Linked DNA regions of Capra hircus: region 2 is linked to region 1. The links are chromatin contacts, called in public Hi-C maps. All regions are on one chromosome and are shown on one strand. Each heading gives the region's core, a stretch centred on a gene start, on an enhancer-like site or on the middle of the called end of the contact. The rest is flanking DNA. Distances are from core to core; before and after follow the strand shown.

The links. Hi-C and Micro-C count contacts between places; a contact is called where the count stands out from the background.
Region 2: a Hi-C map of blood shows a contact between it and region 1, with 3 times the contacts expected there. The contact joins the promoter of IGSF6 here to the enhancer-like site in region 1. A contact is called at or near these places in 2 of 5 Hi-C or Micro-C datasets (blood and liver).

What each region holds. Positions count from the first base shown.
Region 1 is chr25:19,918,172-19,922,319 of ARS1.2, forward strand. POLR3E (DNA-directed RNA polymerase III subunit RPC5) reads left to right here. Exons shown (of 22, transcript XM_018040862.1): 5 at 1,192-1,269; 6 at 1,981-2,096; 7 at 2,523-2,605. Among named protein-coding and RNA genes, the nearest start is that of POLR3E, 11 kb to the left of the region's middle. Within about 2 kb of position 1,375, at least 2 of the 5 cell types and tissues checked have an H3K27ac peak or open chromatin away from gene starts, as enhancers often do.
Region 2 is chr25:20,085,577-20,089,183 of ARS1.2, forward strand. It overlaps IGSF6 (immunoglobulin superfamily member 6), which reads right to left and starts at 2,085. Exons shown (of 6, transcript XM_005697599.3): 1 at 1,531-2,085. The coding sequence starts at 1,597. The region is part of intron 4 of METTL9 (methyltransferase-like protein 9); the gene reads left to right.

The DNA.
Region 1 (4,148 bases), core at 125-2,624:
GGTGTACGTACGGCACGGGAGAAAGAAATGAAGAGTGGGTCTGTGAGGAAGGAAGTTACCACGGCCTTCTTTGTTCAGGGCAAAAGAAGCGATTTGAGAGCAGTACACTCGTGTGATGCAAAATAACTTCATACGTGCTGACACGGGGGCCCAGAGAGGCCTCTCTGAGCAGGTCAGTTGGCAGACCAGCTCCCTTCCAACTTGATGGAAAAGCCCACACATCAGCCTGCAGCCTGTAAAGAATCTGCCTGCAACACAGGAGACCTGGGTTCGATTCCAGAGTTAGGAAGATCCCCTGGTGAAGGAAATGGCAACCTGCTCCAGTATTCTTGCCTGGAGAATCCCATGACAGGAGCCTAGCAGGCTACCGTCCACAGGGTCGTTGGACATGACTTAGCAACTAACTCACCACCACCACCGCCCATCAACAGAAGGAGAGAGAATGGGATAGTGATTCCTGTAGATCTGTTGACTGGGAGAAAAGCACAATCTAACAGTTGAATGAGAATTATATTTGGTTCAGCAGATGTACTGAAGAGGAAAGCCCAGAGATAGCCTCTCAGCCCTGCAGGACTATTTTGAAGAGATAAGGGAGGAGAGGGTAGATAGGAGTTTTTGCAAACGAACAGCTTCTCTGTGTGGGGGAAGTGGAACAGCCTGCGTTCTTTGAGATCGCTCCTTTGTTATGCGCCTTAACCGTCAGGTACCCCTGGTTTTTCCTTCCTGAATGCCCTTAGGGTGCCCTGTCGGTGGAGTGGCTGCAGGGGCAGAGGGTTTGAAGGCCACAGCATCCTCTGCGGCAGTTGCCTCTGCAGCGAGCAGTTTCGTTTCCCCTTTTGCTTCCTGTGGTCTCATTCTGCTTGTCCTTCTCCACCTGGGTGGCCTGTAAATGAGCAGTTAAGACTGTGGACCCTTTCTCTTGACTCCCATGGCATTATGCTGGGTTCCTAGGGGCCATAGGCCATGCGTGCTGGGGCCTGTTGGGGTTCCTCATGCCTGGGCGTGTCCCTCGGATGTGTGAAAGTGGCTCTTTGGAAGGAGGCTAGCTGGAGCCAGTGAGACGGGATTCAGGAGACCAGTGGGGGCCTCCAGTCTGGGGCGGGAGTGGAGAGTAGCTATTGATTCTTGGCCAGCGCCCCTAGAGCCCAGCTCTGGGCAGGGTGGACTGACGGCTCCGTTCCCCTTCCCCAGTACCCAGTGCGTCCAGCCTCGATGACGTATGATGACATTCCGCACCTCTCAGCCAAGATCAAGCCCAAGCAGCAGAAGGTGGGATTGGCCTCCTGGGCGGAGGTGGAGGGACGGGAGAGGTGATAGAGTGGGAGCTGAAAGAAGCCCAGAGGAGTGATTGGAGAGTAAAGAAGAGAACCAGCAACTTGCAGGGCCTTGAGAGCTGCAGAAGGAAACTTCCAGAAAGAAAGGAGGTGGGCAGCTCCAGAGAGGCCAGGCAGGAGGAAGGCCTGAGTTGAATTAGAACACGGGATGGGGTGGACTCAAGGTCACAGGACAGGGCCAGTGTGAAGAGGGCCCGGTATGGAGAATCTCAAGACTCTCAGCGCTGGGTTGACAGGGGCCAGGAGACCGGCCTGTCCTAGCTACAGCTCTAAGCCCTGTTGTCATGCAAAAAGCTACACCAGCATTGCCAATTCTGCTGACATTTGAAAGGAAGTTGGAAATAAGGAAAAGAGAAAAGCTCTTGATTTTTAAATGTGGGTACCTAATGTAGACTTTGGGGAGTGGAATGTGGCGGCAAGCAAACTACATGAACCCCTTCCAAAAAAAACACTCAGGCCCTTCTCTTGGAATTTGGGTCTGTAGCCTTTGTGTGGACTGAAGTCCAGGGGCCTTTGGGGAGGGATGGTGTCAGTCCTGCTTCTGGCAGAGACTGAGGTTAGGAGATGGGTGTGGTGGGGTTGGGGGATCCCCTGAGCGCTGTGCCTCGGGGTCCCCATAGCTGGTGGGGGTGCTTGGTGCCTCCAGGTAGAGCTTGAGATGGCCATCGACACGCTGAATCCCAACTATTGCCGCAGCAAAGGGGAGCAGATTGCGCTGAATGTGGATGGGGCCTGCGCTGACGAGACCAACACGTATTCCTCGTGAGTGCCCTGGGCCCTAAGGGTGCCGAGCTTCGCTTTCTTCAAATATGAGCCTTCCACGGCCCTCAGCGACACCGAGGCCCTGTGCCCCACAGCTGGGCTCCCCACCAGCGGCTCATCTCTGCATGACTGGGCCTGGCACGGGCTCGTCCCCAGGGAAATAGTCTTCCCTCCTGAGATGGCTCCTCTGACCAAGTTCTAACTGGGCCGAGAGGAAAGCTGGCCCCTTGATGGGAGAGGGAGCTCCCATCCACTGTGTGTCTCTTGGGCCACAGTTGAGTTTCCTCATCCCAGCGCCCCTCCTGCGGCACGTGCGGCCTTGGTCTCTGGCTGTTGGGGTTCAGGTGCCAGGGTGGAGGGGGCTGTGCCTCCAGGCCCAGGCCTGAGCTTCCTTCCGCTTGACCCTCGTTCTCCCTGTGCTTCCAGGAAGCTGATGGACAAGCAGACGTTCTGCTCTTCCCAGACCACCAGTAACACGTCCCGTTACGCTGCTGCGCTCTACAGGCAAGGTACCCACTCTGGGCTGCCGCGAGGGCTGAGAGGGTGGGAGGGAAGCAGGATGAGGGCTGGGGCCAGGAGAGGACGCCCTGAAGGCTTCATCAGAAAGGTTGTTGCTGAGCCGTGAAAGACGCCGGGATTCTTGGCCTCTGGAGGAGAGGAATTCAATCCGGGGTCAGTGACAGGCTTGACTGCTCAGAGCTTTTGTGTAATAAAATTTTATTAAAGTATAAAAGGGAGAGAAAGCTTCTGACATAGACATCAGAAGGGGGCAGAAAGAGTGTACCCCTGCTAGTCTTTGGCCGGATGGTATATAGCTGCTAAGCTGCTGCTAAGTCGCTTCAGTCGTGTCCGACTCTGTGCGACCCCATAGACGGCAGCTCACCAGGCTCTCCCGTCCCTGGGATTCTCCAGGCAAGAGCACTGGAGTGGGTTGCCATTGCCTTCTCTTATATAGCTACAGGCTGCTAATTAGAGAAAGGGAATGTCTCAAAACTCAAGAGACTGGCACCAAGCCCCTCACCCACAACATGCATTTTGAGATAACATGGGCACAAGGTAAGTCATCCTGGGCCGTAAAACATTGACATGAATCTTGAAGAAAGATAGGTTTCCAAGTAAATATGTAGTTTCGTTAACATAGATTGGCAGAACAATGTATGAGTAACCCTTACCCGTTCTGAGTCTTAATGTGGACCATCTTGAATAAAGACAGAATCTAGGGTAAATACATAGTTCATTAACATGGCTTAAGAAAAACATTTCCTTAAGAAAAACGCGTTGGTTAGCTCAAGGTTTAAGAAGAGTTCAGGTGAAACCAGGTGTCATTATGGCAACACAGAATTTTAAGAGAAACCTCCTTTTAAATCTGTATAGAGAAGGGAAAAAGCCCTTACACTTGAAGTTTATTTCCTCCTGCCGCTTAAGAGAGAGAGAAAAAACATCCGACGCGTGCAGCCTGTTTCCTCTGCCTGGAGACCCCTGGCCTTCCTGCCTGTTGCCCTCTCACCCACGGAGGCCAGGCTGTCAGGGGACTGGGGTTTGCCACCTCCAAGGACTTTTACAGATACTGCCAAACCTGAAGGGGTGGGGCTCCAAGGTCATCATCCTCCTGGGACACAGACACACACACAGCATGACCTTTGAGGCAGGAGTAGAATTTTGTCTTAAATACAAGGTATTTATGACCCAACGGTTCCATTCTTAGAAAACATCTATGCAAGAGAAATGAAACATCACCACACAAAAACTTGTACATAGGTGTTCACAGAAGCATTATCCATGATAGAGCAAAGTGGAAATGATCCACATGTCCGTCAGCTGATGCATGGATTACAAAATACGGTATAGCCACACATGTGAATATTATTTAACCATAATAAGGAAAGACGGACTGCTATGTGCGCCAACATGCGTGAGCCTTGAAAACATTAAGCTAAATGAAAGGAGCCAGGCACCAAGGACCACGCGTTACATGATTCCATGGCGTATGAAATGTTCAGGACAGGCAAACCCATGAAGACAGACGGTGTCGGTAGATTATTGGTTCCCAGG
Region 2 (3,607 bases), core at 835-3,334, 170 kb after region 1:
ACCTTAGAAGTAGAGAAGCGGCCTTGTGAGGTATAGTAATGGGCCTGCCAGAGTCGTGAAGTTAAGCAGCAAGGTCCCAGTGTCAACTCCTCCATGAGGTAGTTTTTAAAAGGGAAGCTGTCTTTCAACATTTTTCCTTGAGAACTAGTGTTCCAGGGTAAAATAAATACTTGCAGCTTTGGAGTTTCATATCTCTGCTCATGACCGCCTTGGAAGGGAGAAAACCCGGTGTGGTGGTTTCCTGTGAGAGCCCAGGCTGTGAGGAGACGGCTGCTCCCCGCAACCGCCCCCGCCCCCGCCCCCGCCCGCCCCCGCGCGTGGATGAGGCGGCAGCTTAGAGCGGAAGGGAAGTTTGGATAATGTGTCAGCCTGCAGCCCACTCCTGTCAAGAGCTGCGCTTGAAGGACTCTCGCATTCTGTAGGGTTTCTTTTTAAACACAGTACCCTCTGAAAAAGGTTGAAAGTTTATCTTCTTAGTGAAGGGAATGAAAAAAGATTACTGTTTTTGAAGACCAAGCTAGAAAATACATAGAGAAGTAATTTCTGAACTTTCTAAAAAACGCCTTTATGGAAAATTTCGAACATACGCAGAAGTAGTTGACCAGCACAGCAACTTCTCCACCATCACCTGACTTCAGCCCAGGCTTGTTTCAGCTCTTCTCCCTAACTTGTGCCTTTACTCTCTCGTTATTTTAGGGCAAATTCCAGGTAATTTGTCTGCACATCTTTCAGTATATATCTTTGAAAGATAATTCTTTTAAAAAATAATGCTAATTAGACTGCTCTATAAAAGTAATATATATACTTATTAGGGAATTAATAGACTTATTACTGAAAGTAGAAACAAAAAAGTCACCCATAGTCCTTTCACCACTCTGCCCCTACCAAATCACGGTTAACATTTTAAAATATTTCTTTACAGATGAGAAAAAAATAAGAGCTTTTGTTCCCTTTCCTGGCCTATGACCCAAACTTTGTGAGCAAATCTGAGATTATGAGATTTTTTAGAACAATGATGAAATTATTAGAACTGTGATATCGGAAACTCTCTCATAGAGAAAAAACAGGCAAAAGTATCCATATATTTGTGATATGGTTATTTTTGAAGGAAGGAGCCATAGCAGTTTTTTTAAATGACAGGTACTTCAATTTATAGAAATTCAGCTTTTTCTGAAACACTGTTCTTTAAAAAATATTCAATTATTTAGTGCAGAGTCAGTTTGCCTGTATGGGAACTGAATTGTTAATGATTAATGTGATTTTATGAATATTTTCAAGCCTTTGTTTGGAGAGGTACTCTTGTCTAAAGCAGCATGATAGCAAAGGAAATTTTCAATGTTAATATTAATTTTTTTTCTCAACTGTTTTTTTATTACCTATTTCTCTGAGAAAAAAGGAAATTTGTCACCTTAGACAGTTTCCATAATGTTATACATTTAAAAATCTGTAGGGGGTTAAAATATAAATGAATTTTTAGATGAAAAGTAGCAATTGATTTAAATAAAATGGAGGGAAAAAAAAGAACCTTACCGACATAAAACAGAATCAGATTGAGTTCCAGACCGAGAATAATCTTTCCTCTGTTCACAGTCTCCATTTCTGTGTGTATGTGTGAGGTGTGGGAGTGTGTATTTGAGGAGAGTTTTGGCTTTTTTTTTTTTTCCTCTAAGAAAGGAAGAACCAAAGAGAGGAACTCTTATTGAGGAACCATAATTGGGAACTTTTTGAAATTGTGTAAAGATTGTTTGTAATGCAGTTTCACCATTTAAAGTTGAGATTTTAGCTTAGAGCACACTTCTAAATGTTCATATGGTCACGTTTTTCTTGGGTTTTACAAAGCCTCAAAGATGTTAGATGTTTTGGGTGAGATTTTGATTTACCTTGGTGCATATTCCTAGAAAGTATTGTTTGACAGATAAATCATACTTAAATTTTCTAGAGCAGTTCAGTCTGTGCTCTTGGGCATCTAATTTGTTCTTGGTGCTGGGCTGATAACTGCTGGAAATCGAGGAGAAGCAGAAGGAAATACCTTCATGTAGTGTGCTAAGTCGCTTCAGTTGTGTCCGACTCTCTGCGACCCTATGCACTGTAGCCCACCAGGGTCCTCTGTCCATGGGATTCTCCAGGCAAGAATACTGGAGTGGGTCATTATGCCTTCCTCCAGGGGCTTTTCCCAACCCAGGGACTGAACTCACATCTCTTCCGTCTTCTGCATTGGCAGACGGACTCTTTACCACTAGCACCACCTGGAAAGTCCATCTTCATGTAGAGATGAGAAAAATCAGTGAACGATGAATAAATAAGTTGGGTGCCATTAACTAATTGTATCCCAGTTTTGTTTAGTCACTAAGTCATGTCCAACTGTTTGCGACCCCATGGACTATAACCTGCCAGGCTCCTCTGTCCCTGGAATTTCCCAGGCAAGAATACAGGAGTGGGTTACCATTTCTTTCTCTAGGGGATCTTCCCAACCCAGGGTTCAAATCTGCATCTCCTGCATTGGCAGGAGATTCTTTACCACTAAGTCACCTGGGGAGCCCTTGTGCCCCAGTTTTGTGTGACCGCTTTTATTGTGAAATAAATGTGTGGAATCTTTGTCATCCAGAACCCCATCCTAGTCCCTCGGGGGCTTCATCAGTCAGGTTCTTTGTAAACAGCAGAAAGTGACTTGGGCTGACTTAATAAGCAAAAGGGAGTTTATTGAAAGGATTTGAGGGTAGCACACTGAGTCCCTGGGAGGACTGGAGAATCATGTGTTGGGGTCTACATGCAAGACACATGCCCTGAAATCTGCTATAAAGCTGATGTGAAGAGCACACTGCCCCCGGCAAGCATTGCTGCCTTGGCGTGGGCCACAGCCTGTCAGTAGTACCACTCCGTGCTGCCCGAGCTGCTTGGACTCACACCACTGCTCCGCCTTCCCAGAGAAGGAGCCTCACGTCCCCACCTCTGGGCCACTTGCTCCTCATTTCAGGTCGCGGCGAGTGTTTCTGAGCTTAGGTCATGAGCCAGTGCCTGAGCTGCAAGAAAGAGGAGGGGGAAGCTGCTTCCCCAGGCTTTGCCTTCCACGGGGAAGAGGGGTGCTCACTGCCGGAGAGAATGAAGCCCTCTCCACTGTACCGTTTGTATGCTTGGCACTTGTTGACTATATATTTCGTCATTTACAGAAAGTTATTCTCAATCTGTATTTAGTAATACTTTTAACATTACTGTATATTTTTTTTTTACATCATTGTTGTGTCGGAAAGCACCCCCCAGATTTTATATATACCACTGTGTGTGTGTGTGCGCGTCTGTAGTCAGTGCTTGGTATGTATGTGAACTGAAGACTTTTTCTAGCCCCCTAGTACCTGGGCATCTGACGCTCATGGGTTTGGAAATGACTAACGTAACACAGACTTGAGTCACTGTTGCAAGAAATGCTAGGTTGATTCATCCATTCTAGTGTGTTATATCCTTTCTCTGGTTCTGGAGGTTAACTTGTATGAAATTCTTCTGAAAAGTTAGAGAATGGATTGATCTCTCTTGAAAAGCACACCAAATGGTCTGTTTTTAGAAATTAAAAGTCTCCCTTAACCTATTTTTACTTTCAGCCTGATAAACCTCT